Regions from separate parts of the Sus scrofa genome. Here region 2 is linked to region 1. The links are chromatin contacts, called in public HiChIP or PLAC-seq maps. All regions are on one chromosome and are shown on one strand. The core of a region is the stretch at or near the end of the contact, and the rest is flanking DNA. Distances in the headings are between cores, read along the strand shown.

The links. HiChIP or PLAC-seq counts read pairs in DNA pulled down with a chosen protein or histone mark.
Region 2: an H3K27ac HiChIP or PLAC-seq map of alveolar macrophages shows a contact between it and region 1. The contact joins the promoter of INTS2 here to the promoter of CLTC in region 1. A contact is called at or near these places in 1 of 5 promoter capture datasets (liver) and 1 of 2 datasets of contacts at active chromatin or transcription factors (alveolar macrophages).

What each region holds. Positions count from the first base shown.
Region 1 is chr12:35,847,304-35,854,450 of Sscrofa11.1, forward strand. It overlaps CLTC (clathrin heavy chain), which reads left to right and starts at 2,078. Exons shown (of 32, transcript NM_001146127.1): 1 at 2,078-2,119. The coding sequence starts at 2,078.
Region 2 is chr12:36,430,008-36,436,525 of Sscrofa11.1, forward strand. INTS2 (integrator complex subunit 2) reads left to right here and starts at 4,386. Exons shown (of 25, transcript XM_021067302.1): 1 at 4,386-4,491; 2 at 5,791-6,097. The coding sequence starts at 4,473. It overlaps MED13 (mediator of RNA polymerase II transcription subunit 13), which reads left to right. Exons shown (of 31, transcript XR_002337203.1): 31 at 1-733.

The sequences.
Region 1 (7,147 bases), core at 828-3,327:
TGACATAGCTCTTGTATTCCAGTTATTAATAAAAATTTTGGTAATTGGTTCACGACATAGCTCTTGTATTCCAGATTCTGAAACTGGAAATATAACTTGATTAAACTATTGCTTTTACTGTAATAAAACACCTTTAGATATTTAATTTAGAATTTGTCTACTTCCAAAAAAGATTCAAAGCAGCTACTACTAAACTGGTATCAGAAAGTAATTTCAAATGTTGCAGAATACAAAACATCTTCAAGTATGTGGCTTAACAAAACACAATGAAATTTTGCCAAGCATAAATAGTCACTCTGACGACATGGTGGCAAAGCTTTTCTTTGCAGAACAGTCTGCTGCCTTACCGGCCAAAGATTCTTCTCTCATCCTCAGTATGTGAGATATACTTTGGGAAAAACATTTAAAGCAATTTAAATGATTAAGCAAATTTCTTTAAGCAAAACTGCTTAACACACAAAATTATTGTATACCTAATAGGGTTTTATATTTAACTGAAAAGGACACTAATTAATGTGTACTTGAATTTTTCAAGATCTTTCTGGAAAAACAATCACATCTCTTACAAGATGAAAAGTACAAAATTCACTTTATTGTATTTGGGCTATTATGCAATATTACAGCTTATACTTTAGCAATAAAGTACTGGGAAGTTTATTAATCGATAATGAATACCTTAGATACCTTAATGCTGTTAGAAGACGCGGTGCTCCCCCTTTGAAGCTCTTGCATCCCCAAACTGCTAATTTACAGTGTTCAGGTGGTCCCAGGGAAATAGACCAGTAATAGTTAATCCCTTTCTCCAAGCGTGTACATTAACCACACCGAGGTTTTTACATACTATCTTTAAGAAATCTTTGAGGCTCATTACTAGACATGACTTTAAAAAACCCTCCTACTACAATTTTAGTCCAATTCTTAAGTGTATTCATGACACTACAATTCTTCAACACGATTTATTACGAAGCTAGACCCATATACACGTCCGCCAAAATGTCCGCAGAAACGTTAAGAAAGGCTATCACAAGGCCAGCTTGAGATACTCATAAATGACTTTCACTGTCCTGTGAACCAACTGTTTAATATCCGAAGAGACTACTAGTTCTAGTTAGAACCCAAGCGTCAGCTTTTGCAAACGGCAGAAGGGCGTGCACAAGTGCAGAGAGGGTTTTTAAACCCCATTTCATACCCTCCTCCCTGGGAAGTAACAAACCACCCACCACATGAAACTAGGCGGGGGAGGAGCGCCGCAGCCGGCTGCCAGGAGCGCTCTGCAGGGAGGCGGTTTCCCTGAGTCACGGAGAGGGCGGGAGGCTGGGCCCATCTGCCCACGCCACGTCTTCTTCGTAAGGGGACTCGGTTTAAATAGGTAAGGCCCACAGGGGAAGGGACCAGCACCGCCGTTCCTCAAGGCGGCCCAACAGCCACCTCATTCCCAGGAGACGCCGCACTTCCCTAAAATTCGCGCTGCATTCTAGCAGTAAGCAGCCGACCTTTCCCGACCAGCATCACGTGCACCCGGAAGTACGTGGGTGGGACCTAAAGCGCCCACGGAAATGACGTTAGTCGCCCCTAGTCGCATGATGTGGCAAAATGCAAAAAAAAAGGGGAGGGTGGAGGGAAAGCAGGCGGCCGGGGAAAGTGATGAGGCTAAAAAAGTAGTCCCTTCGAGTCCTCTATTTACCACCGTGTCGTAGCAGTAAGTGAGGCTTTTAGCGCACTGCGCCCCAAATTCCTGCGCCTCCGCTGTATCGCGGCACTCCGTGGAGGGGTACATAAGGCGGAGGGGGTGAGGCAACTTGGGCGGAGTTCTGTCGCCAGGATCCCTCCGCAGGGCTCAGCCGTTTCCGGAGTCTGCGCTGCGCCCGGTTCCGCCATTGCGGCTCTCCCGGACCCTGGAGCCTCCGCCCCCGACCTGAGCTCTTTCGTCTGCCTGCCAGTTTCCTGCGTCCCCGGAGACTATCCTGCCGAGCCCAGCCTTCCCCCTCCCCCTTCTCCTCCTCTCCCTTGGAGAGCCTGGGCAGCCACTGCCCCGCAGCCCCAGTGACAGGAGGAGACCATACCCCCCGACAGCGCCATGGCCCAGATTCTGCCAATTCGTTTTCAGGAGCATCTTCAGGTGCGGTGGGGCCCTGGCTGGTGAAGGCTATGTAGAGAGGGCGGTAGGAAGGAAGAAGTTGGAGTCTGAGCCCAAGCAAAAAGGGTAGAATGGGGGGGTGGTAATCGGTTCCTGGGGTAGATGGAGAATGGGGGCACTATTTGGAAAGCTTAAAGGGTTAAATGATGTGGGGGCTTGGATGGAAAGGACGCGAGTCTGGGTACATAGGGGAGCGAGGCCAGGCCTGGATTTGAAGGCTTTTTCATCTTCGCTTCCTGGATGACAAGAACTGCGCATACTAACCTTTCCACCCCCCGGTTTTATCCAGTTCATTCATTTGGGTAGGTTGGGGGCGGGGGAAGGGTTCTCCCGCGTTTCTTGTAGAGCAAGAATTCTTATCCCCTAGGCCAGTGCAGGACTGTCACCTCCCATTGCTCTCTCTCTTACCATTTCCCCTTCGTGTCTGCACCCTGGAGTTGTGGCGCGGGTGGGTTGGGGAGGAGCAGCCTTTTTTCTTCCTCCCTCTGCGGCTCTCAACAGGAAAGGCACCTTCCCTGGGGTGGGGTGGGGGGGGGGGACGGCGGTGGCATGTCTCTCGCCTTCCCTGAGGCTGTAGGAACAGAGAAGGTCACTGAAGGAAAAGGAGGATAGAATGGGGGAACATATTTCTCAGGGCGGTGTCAGTCGCAGAGTGTGTGGGATCAAGTTTTCTAGGAGAACTCGGCTTTTCTCCCCTTTTTTGATTTCTCTGGGAATGGTGTGGCTTTTATTCCCTCTTTGCTTCTAGAAGGGAGAAAAAGAGTTGTCCAGAGGTTATCTTGGGGTCTGCTGGTCCAGCGGGTAGTTGGCTTGCCCTGAGTATCTCCCTCAGGATTGCATGGAATTGAATGAGCCCTGGAGATAGAGCACACCTGCCCGGAGATATGCAAGGTTATTTGGTCTGCCGTTGGCTTCCTTTAGTAGCTTCTAGAGTTCTTCCCCATGGTGCATTATCCTGTAGGCAACAGACTGTCTTATCTGGCAACATGCCCGTGGCGGGCCCAGGCAGGTGATCGTTGGAGGGCTTGACTGAATTAAGTCTCTTTTGAGCTTCCAATTTTCCTGGTTCTACTTTGGCTGAAATAATTTATCCATAAAATAGGCTTTCTTTCCAGTTACTTCCTTAAAGAGGCCTGCCTCAGTTCAGTCATTTGAAGGACTAATTTTGTAATGTTATTATTACAAAAGAGGTACCAGTGGAATGATGTGACACTAATACTAGTGACCTTTTGGACACTTTACTATTGAAGGCTATTTTATTTTCTACTTGCCATTGTTATACATAAAGGATTACTGTTAATAAAAAAGTTTAATATTCTGACTACCAACATAATAATTTTTTTACAGGTAACACTTGCATCACCAAGACTTCTTTTCCTTTAAGTCTTGAAATATAATCATCTCCTCAAAAAATGAGTTAAGGAATACACTTTATTCAGCTATCTTTGGTTATCAGATGTAGTAGAACACTATTTTACAAAAGGTTAAAAAACATTATGTGGAAAAATGGATACAGAAGTTGTTAATGCTCAATCCAAATTTTAGTTGCTGTGGTTTCTTCTCTTAAGGCGGGGGTGTAAGTGATTGTCAGGGGTTAGGAAAGTAATGTTTGAGGGGAAAACACAGCCTTGTCCTCAGACTAAAGTGCTTCTGGACTGTAATCTTCCTGCAGACAAGTTTGTAAAATCATACAGGAAAAAAAGCAGTTACGATTGTTTGTATTACAAAGCAGAGGTATAGCCCACCCACTAGTAAACCTTATTTCTTGACTAGTGGTGTTTTGAACAATAGTTTTTCATTTTTGTTAAAGAGGAGACAAGATTGTTGAATAATCCCAAAGATGGAACTCCAACCTTGTCACTAATTGAAGACAGATTTAATACGGGTCTAATTTCTAAGTGGTTCAGTGTTTTTGCAAATACTTAAGTGAAGCCATTTCCTTCTCAAATAATTTGAAGAATGTAAAGTAACCTCGCAAATGTATTTGAAGAATTTAGTCATTCATTTTTTTGAGCAATATATATGCCATGCTTAAGCATGCTAAGGTGACTGTATACTCCAGCTGATAATGATTGATTGCACAGGGCCCTAATCACCAACCTCTTCCAGGATAACGCCTGACTTCTCATTAGTGTCCCTTCCCTTTATAAAAATTAATAAGGATTATTTTAATTGGCATCTTAGGTTTTTGACTTCTGACTGCCTGCCAGTTTGCTAGGAGCAGAATACTTTCTGAAACACTTAGGATAAAAATTGGAAATTGGAATTGAGGAATTTGAGTGTAGAGTTAGCCTGTGAAAGCTTCACAAGGTGAACTGTTGGCCAGATAAAGCATCCATCAAGGCTCAGAACTGCATCAAGTGACTATTAAATAGTTGTGAAAGTTTTTTTCTTTTTGGGGATGTTTACGCTAATGGCAGTGAACAGATGAATGCCTGTTGAGCAAGATTTTGCTAGAATGCAGGTTCTGAAAAAAAATCCTAGGCTATGTATAATGTTGCCTGCAATTCTCATTTTTTGGTTCAGGTATTTTTATGCCGATTGATACATTCTGCTGTATTCCCAGGTTTCTTGAGTCTGCAATTAAAAATCTCCCTACCCTGTGATTTTCCCTTTGACTTGTAAATACAGACGTGGACTGTGTTGTGAATTCAATGGTAGGGGTCCTTGCTATGGTTATTTTGATTTGCAGAGAGAAAACAATGCTAAATATTACTGGGATATGTTGTATGCTTAACTGTACTATCTGGAAGAGATGTACTGCCTGGAATTATGCTGCAGTCTACTCTAGGAATAGCTTCTAAATTAAGATGTATCAGATTTTTCAGAATTTTCCTAATGGTCAGTTTACTCAGCCTAAAGGGGTGTGGCTAATTCTAGTGAATGTACTTCTTTTCACTTTGTTCAGGAAATAATTTAAGACATGGAACTCTGTGTAGAATCACAGTCGTTTTCATTTTGGTGTTTATTGCAATACATGATTTCAGGAACCTTAACCTGATGATAGTTGACATGGTATTTGAATTATATTTAACAAGATGTTTTTCTATCACTGTTACTGTGTGGCTTTTGCTTTTTGAGAATTACTATTCAATAGAACTTTTTCCATGATGAAAATTTATCCTAGCTACGTACTCATATTGAAAACTTGAAATGTGACTAGTGTGACTGAAGAACTAAGTTTTTTTACTTTTATTTCTTTTTAATTAATATAAATAGCTACCTAAGGCTATTGACTATGACATTGGACTGCATTATTTATTACAGCCATACTCACGTGTTTATAAGAGTGAAGATTTATCTGGCTACCCGTATTTATGTGTTTAGAACATTGTGCTAGTTGAATATTGTCTCTTTTGGGAAGTGGTGAACAATGACTAGTGAATGGCAGGAGCAGCAGACTTCTTTTCTTGTGAGAGTCTGTTGTGTCATGTGAATGTGGCTGGGTGCTTCCAAGTCTTCACCTAATCCCCCAGACATCATTCTTAAACAGCTGGAGAAAGTGAGACTCAAACTAGTGCCCAAGGGAACATTGTCAGAATGGGATTTGAACCTGGGTCTTCTGACACTAAATACAAAAGAAAAAATTTTCTCCTCTTGGCCTTAGGAGAAGTTATACTGTATCCTAGTGTGCCTTTTTCTTTTTCTTTTTTTTTTTTTTTCTGTTGAACTTTGGCCTGAGAAGTGACTTTTCACTGGTTTACAGTGTGATTAATAATGTGGTAGAGTAGACAGGTCAGGGGCTTGGAGGTTGTAGAGACCAGTCCCATCCAGTAGAAAAATATGAGCAACATTTCTATTTTTTACTCTTTCCAATGGCTATCTTAAAAGTTAAGAAAAAAAACCTACAGGTTTTAACTTTGTATGCCCCAAAAGTTGTAATTTCAGGGAGTTCCCGTCGTGGCGCAGTGGTTAACGAATCCGACTAGGAACCATGAGGTTGCAGGTTCGTTCCCTGCCCTTGCTCAGTGGGTTAAGGATCCGGCGTTGCCGTGAGCTGTGGTGTAGGTTGCAGACGCGGCTCGGATCCCGAGTTGCTGTGGCTCTGGCGTAGGTGGGTGGCTACAGCTCCGATCGGACCCCTAGCCTGGGAACCTCCATATGCCGCGGGAGCGGCCCAAGAAATAGCAACAACAACAAAGACAAAAAAGACAAAAAAAAAAAAGTTGTAATTTCAACATGTAATCAGTATAAAATTTTCAGATGAGGTTTTTTTTTCTTTTTTGTCTTTTTAGGGCCTCACCCTGGCATATGTAGGTTCCCAGGCTAGGGGTCGAATTGGAGCTGTAGCCACTGGCCTACGCCACAGCCATAGCCAAAGCCAACACCAGATCCGAGCCACGTCTGTGACCTACTCCACAGCTCACGGCAACGCCGGATCCTTAACCCAGTGAGCGAGGCCAGGGATTGAACCTTCGTCCTCCTGGATACTAGTCGGATTCGTTTCTGCTGAGCCACGATGGGAACTCCTCAGATGAGATATTTTATATTCCTCGTTGGGGTGCTGAATTTTCAAAATCTTAGGGCACATCTCAATTCAAACCCTGTTTTCCCTTTTTTTTTTTTTTCCTCTTTTTGGCCTCCTTGTGGCATATGGAGCTTTCATGCCAAGGATCAGATCAGAACACCAGATCCTGTAACCCACTGTGCCACAGCAGGAACTCCAAACCCTATTTTCATTTGGTATATTTGACCTGTATTTAGCTTTCATGAAATTTACAGTTGGGAAAACAGATTTGCATGTATAGGTTGTTCCAAACATACTTACTTTTATAATTGAATACTTTTATAATTGAATCAATGATGAATTACCACTTAATTTTAATGCATTTAAAAATGAAAATTTAGTCACAGTAACCACATTTCAAGTGCTCAGAACCACATGTGGCTTGTGAAATGTGGCTACAGTATTGGAGAATACAGGTTAAGAGTAACCTCTTGCTCCTTTGTAAAATAGGCATACTGCCTCACAAAGTTATCATGAAGGTCTAAGATTATGTATGTGAAAGT
Region 2 (6,518 bases), core at 3,136-5,635, 590 kb after region 1:
TTTTAAATGCTGTTGCATCATATAATTTGCTACTCATTCACTATGGCATCGCATATCAGTCTATTAATACATTTAATGTTGCATGAGTGATGTTTTGGTCTGGGTTTCCTCTTAAGATTTTAGTTTGTCTAAATTAAGGAAAAATGTTTTTGACATATATATATATATATATATATATTTTTTTTTTTTTTGGTCTCTCTCCACCCCTCAAAAAATCAGCTAGAAATCTTAACCTTTCGGTTTTTCTTGGTGTTTTAATGGGCCCAGAACTGTTGGTTTAAATTTTTATATATGTTTTCTTATTTGTGGAGTATTAATTTAAAAACTGGATTTGGGACCTAAAATACTCCTCAGGTTGATGTATTCATGAAGTTTTAAAGTAGCTTTAGTTTTCAAAGTAAACTGGATCTGTGGACCTTAAAGTTACTGAGTTTAAACTACAAATTGTAATGTCATTACTGGACATGTCAGCATCAACTCTCTCAGAATAGCTTGGTCACTTTATGAAGGGGCGTTTTAAAGTTGTTGTTTAGCAGTGACATTTAATATGGTCCAATTGCTTTTTTTTTTTTTAAGTGACAAAAAAAGAATAAGGAACAAACACTATTGCTGCCGAATGCCATAACACTGAGTTGTACAAATTGTGATTGAGGAAATGAAAAGGTTTATACTTTTTAAAAAAAACAAAAACAAAAAAAACTTCAAATGGAATAAATTATTCATGAAGCCTTCATTGTGGTGTCTCATTCTGTTGAAATATTTCCATCTTAAATTTGTGTAAAAAGTAGTAGTAGTATTTTTGTGTCATTTATAAATGAAAAGGGGCAATCTAAAAACTGGTTGATGGACTTTTAACTTCTTTGAAGTACTTTATTTTTTAAAAAGATTTTAATCATATTGGTGTTTAATATGACAGGAAAATTGTGTATATACATAAATACTAATTCCCTTTAGGCTGATCAGTTTGATATGAGTTTTCTAGTCCAAACAAGCTACTTTCAAATATTCAAAGCTTAGTTCTAATTTTTTTTAATCACAAATGTTTTTGAAACATAAGTGTTGTTCATATATGAACAATCCATTGAAAATAACTCTGCCCATTTTGTATAAGCAGCCATTTAAACTATTTCTTGTCCCTAAGTTCCTGCTGGGGTACAATGGGATTGGCAGTGTCTTAAGGAGCAATGGGATGCAGGTTTGATCCCTGACTCCACACAGTGGGTTAAGGATCCGGCATTGCTACAGCTGCGCTTTAGGTCGAGACTTCAGCTTGGATCTGATCCCTGGCCTGGGGACTCCACATGCCACGGGGCGACCACAGTATTTTTGTCCATGCTTAAGCTGAGTAGGGACAAAGCACCAAAATTGTTCTGGCTCAGATTTGTCCCTGGCCTGGGAACTTACACATGCTGTGCCAGCAGCCAAAGCAAACAAACAAAAATTGTTGGTCTTCTGTATTTACTATCATGTATGTCCTGATATTAAACTGACCTGACCTTAGTCTAAATTAGCACTATGCAGTGCCATGTAAGGTATTAGATAAGAGAACCTTATCTGGGTGGACCACTGAAACATCCTTCTAAATGGTCTACTTTCAGTACGTTCTTTACTTGGTAACTGAAAATCCTTTATAGTTGCTTCTTGCTCTAAAGATAGATATTAAAAGACTTAGATGATCTGTCCTCTGCCTATTTCTTCACAAGCCTCAAAATGGCCTGTGAAGCCATTGTTCTTCTAGGCATTTGAGTTCTTTGAAAGCTCCTTGGTTATTCTTTTTTTTTTTTTGTCTTTTTTTGCTATTTCTTGGGCCACTCCCGTGGCATATGGAATATTCAAGAATTTAGCTTTAGTGTGAGTTTTGCAAATAATTAAAATGAAGTTACAAAATTTTAATTACATGGAATTCTTATTTTCACAGTAGTGGAAATAGTTTAGGATCATATAAACATAACTAGTTTGATAAGCCCTCTAAAGTGATGTGAATGGCAATGTAGTGCATACACAAGAGGGAATAGCTGAAATCAAGCTCATATTACTTCACACTGATAAACCGTACATTCAGCAGGTTATTAGTAAGGTTTCATAACTCATACTTGAATTATTAAAAACACCAATATTAAGTACCATACTGTGTGCCATAAACACAGTTCTTGCCCACAAGGTACTTACTTTCTGGTGAGAGGGACAGACGAGTTCTAACAACTATGGTGTAATATGTGAAATGCTATGATGAAAGAAGCAAAGAGTGCCTTGGGAGCATTGAAGAAGGGTACTTTAATGAAGAGACAGGTGATTTGTCAGGGAAGGATTTCGAAGCAAGGGAACACTAGAGGTAAGAAAGGATACTTGGGAGTTACTACATAAAGAGAAAAGGTATTCCAGGTAGAAGGAATAGTAAGAAGGCTCTTGAATAACATGAAGGATTTGGGAAATAAGCTGTTCAGACTAGAATGGAGGCACCATGGTAAGATATGACAGGAGTCCAAGCTAAGAGAGGTCAGACCACAAAAAACATTGTCTTTTGAATGCCACCTTAAAGAAAGTGAACTTTATCCCCAAGCAGGAAAGGGTTTTAGGAGCTGGGATGATTCAGAGTTGGTTGAACAATCATATCTCAAAAGGCTTAACTGGTGGAGCTAGGTCAACTAGAGAGATGTCTCAATGTTAACCTATGGAACCTTGCCTGGACCTAAGTCTACTCAACATGTTATCCATAAAATTAACATAGATATGATAGGTTTAGCCAAAGTAGACAGCCAGTATAAAAGAAGAATAAAAAAGACTTTGACCGGAGTTCCCGTCGTAGTTCAGTGGTTAACAAATCCGACTAGGAACCATGAGGTTGCAGGTTCCATCCCTGGCCTTGTTCGGTGGTTAAGGATCTGGCGTTGTCGTGAGCTGTGGTGTGGGTGGCAGACGAGGCTTGGATCTGGCATTGCTGTGGCTCTGGTGTAGGCTGGCGGCTACAGCTCTGATTAGACCCCTAGCCTGGGAACCTCCACATGCCTAGGGTGAGGCCCTAAAAAGACAAAAAGACAAGTAAAAAAGATCTTGACAGGCAGAAACAATTGAAGAAATCTTACAAAACAGGGTAACTATAAAAAGAGTTCCACGTTGAGAAAACTGGAGCTAGATCACTGCTGAGATCTTTTTACTTTTGAAATTCTATTTCCAAGGAACATGGGTGCTCCTTTAAATCCCTAAGTCTTCTAATTTCTAGAAAGTCATTTACTGGGCAATAACTTATGTAAAAGCACCTATGATGCCTGAGACTGGTTTTTTTTTGTTTGTTTGTTTTTTCTTTCTTTCTCTTTTTTTTTTTTGTTTCCTGGCTAAGTCTGCAGCATGTGATGGTTAGGGATGGAACCTGAGACACAGCAGCCACCCAAGCCGCTGCAGTGACAACGCCAAATCCTTAACTTTGCTGCACAAGAGAACTTCTCCTTTTCTTTTTAAATTTTTAAAATTTATTATTTTATTAAAGTATAGTTGATTTACTGTGTTGTGCCAGTCTCCTTTTCTTTCTTTCCCAACCTGATTGAAAATTAAGGTAGAAAAGAATAAATCAAAGCCATTCAGGGGTGAGAATGTTCACTTCATCCAGGACTTAGAGTATAGGAACTATATAACACATTTCATCAAACAAATATAAGACACCAGTAATTGTAAAACATTATTTCATGTACCACTAAGGAAAAAAATGCTGTACATACATATATACATACATGTATACATACATATATACATATATTCTTTTTTGGTGTGTGTGTGTGTGTTTCAGGGCTGCACCCATGGCACATGGAGGTTCCCAGGTTGGGGTCGAATTGAAGCTGTAGCCACCGGCCTACGCCAGAGCCACAGCAACGCGGGATCTGAGCCGCGTCTGCGACCTACACTACAGCTCACGGAAACGCCGGATCCTTAAGACCCACTAAGCGAGGCCAGGGATCGAACCCACGTCTTCATGGTTCCTAGTCGGATTCGTTAACCACTGAGCCAAAACGAGAATTCCTTGATGACTTTTTAAATTCTTCTACAAACCCAGGATTCCAGAACTTTGGTGCTGGAAGGGCACAGGCAGAGATGGAAAAGAAATGTATGCAGTCTGATTCCTTTCGTGTTCTGATCAATGAACAGTGGGGACAACTTTAACATTCCGTTTCCATACTAATGTACGTATTCATTTGAACGCCACGGTAGTCCTGTGACGATGAAACTGCACTTCGTAAGGACTTAATGATTTACCTTAAAAAGAGTCAGCTGGTAGGGTCTGGAAAGGAGACTGAAGACAGCTAGCAACCTGCTAAATCTTCTCGAGTGAACTTGGCAGAGCAAACCAAGGGGGAGGAAGGGGTGGGGCCGCGCACGCGCGCCGTTGCCTCTGAGCGACGTCTGCGGGTTTCCTTTCACAGCCAGCCACTCTTCCTCTCAGTCCAGTACGGTGGCCGACCGGAGCCAGACGCTGGGGATGAATGAAGGTGCTGTGTGCAGGTTGAAACGGTCTGCTCTGCTTTCCTCTCCCTTCAGTCCGGGCTCTGCCTTTGTGCAGGGTCCGCATCCAGCCCCTATCGCACCGCCGGACCAATGGGTTCTGGCGTCTGGGTTTTTGGTGTCCAGGTCGACTCAGGGCACAGCTAGGGTTGGGGAATCCGGATTATCGCCTAGGCCCAACTTCGGACCGCGCTCTCGATTTCTACCGCGTCCCGCCTCTAGAGCGTGGAATCCGGGTGGGGTCCCGGGAGGTTGGAGGGTAGATCTTAAGGTATGAAGCTTCCGCTTCTCAGGCTCTTAGAGCGTTCCGAGGTCCGTGTCCGCCACCGGCCCGACTTTTCTCAGCCAGAGGAACTGGTTGGTTCTCTTTACGCCCAGGGCGAGACCTATGAGCACACAGGTCTTGACGCCTCTGCTCTATCAGCCCGCCCCTCTGTTAAAAGGCCAGCTCCTCTTGCTAAAATTAAAAGCAAAACAGCATTTCTGCCCACGACTCTTTGTTATTTACGATTCTGCAGTTTTGTGGGTCTCAGAGGGGATGGCTTTGGCTACCTGCTACTTGCTGTTTTGTTTCTGATTACTCTTGAAGACAGAAAAGTGCCCAAGTGGGACTCAGCTTTCTCCCACAGCTAATTGCACCTCCACAGCTGTTTTGTTTTTGTTTTTGTTTTTTTAAACTTAGGAACACAGGAGGTATGGCATACTGTTTTTGTCTCCAGAGCGTTGAATCTGGCATTGCTTCTGGCTAGTGAGGCTATTTAATAGTGGTTCCACCGACTCGTGGAGGGTGGGAAAGAGAAGTCTAACAGTGCTTTACGGATGTTGGGTAGGCATGTGAAACGAAAGAGGAGCGTTCTTTACTATGCTGATCTTTTACTCTACGTTGTGGCACTCATGACTGGTATAGTGGAGAAAATATTGGACTGGGTTTTAGTAGATGAGAGTTCAGCGTTAGATTTTGCCACTGACTAGTAATACTACTCAGAGCCAGTTACTTAGTCCCTCGGGGTTTCATATTCCTTCTTTGCAAAATGGGAGTATTACAACAGAAGATCCCCAAGGCTGGAAGAGACGTTAATATACTCTGTTTTCTTTCTCATTTTCCAGATGGCAATAGAAACATAGGGAGCCTTTAATTGTGCCAGGAATATTGCCAGCGACTAGTCCTATTAACAAGAGACCACATTTTTCAGAGTTGTTAAAAAGAGAGGCATTCATGCATGTGGAGTTATACCCCTACTTTCTCTTTCTTTTCTTTTTCTTCATCTTCTTCTTCTTTTTTTTTTTTTTAACCACTAGGATCAACTGTGATAATGACCGAGTGTACAAGCCTTCAGTTTGTCAGTCCTTTTGCTTTCGAAGCAATGCAGAAGGTGGATGTTGTTCGTTTGGCATCTTTAAGCGATCCAGAATTAAGACTTCTCCTGCCCTGCTTGGTGCGGATGGCACTTTGTGCTCCTGCTGACCAGAGCCAAAGCTGGGCTCAGGATAAAAAACTCATCCTTCGTCTTCTTTCTGGAGTAGAAGCTGTCAATTCCATTGTTGCATTGTTGTCTGTGGACTTTCATGCTTTAGAACAGGACGCCAGCAAAGAACAGCAGCTTAGGTAATGTAATATCTAATCTGTGGCTTGGTATTTACTTGGATTTGCTAAAACAGAAAGAATCCAGTATTTTTATTTGTAATTAAAATTCTATGATCTTTTGAATTCCATCTTATAAAATGTTGTGCTGAGAACTTTGTGTGCACTTTGTATTCAGGGTAAGTCCTTAGGCCAGTTACTTTCAGTGGGAAAAGGGTGGGATAAGTTCCTCTGGAGTAGAACGATTTCCTGAAATCTCTTGGGAGGCTTTTTTAAGCTTACATTGATTCCCCCAAATTCTGGGCATATATTTTGTCCTTCTTTGCCTGTTGTGAAGCCAGTAGTGAGCCACTGTAGTTAATGAAAGTGGATATTAACTGTCAGTTGTGATGGAGTCTTTACATAGGTTGTAAATTCCTGAAATAGATGAACAACCTGAATAGGA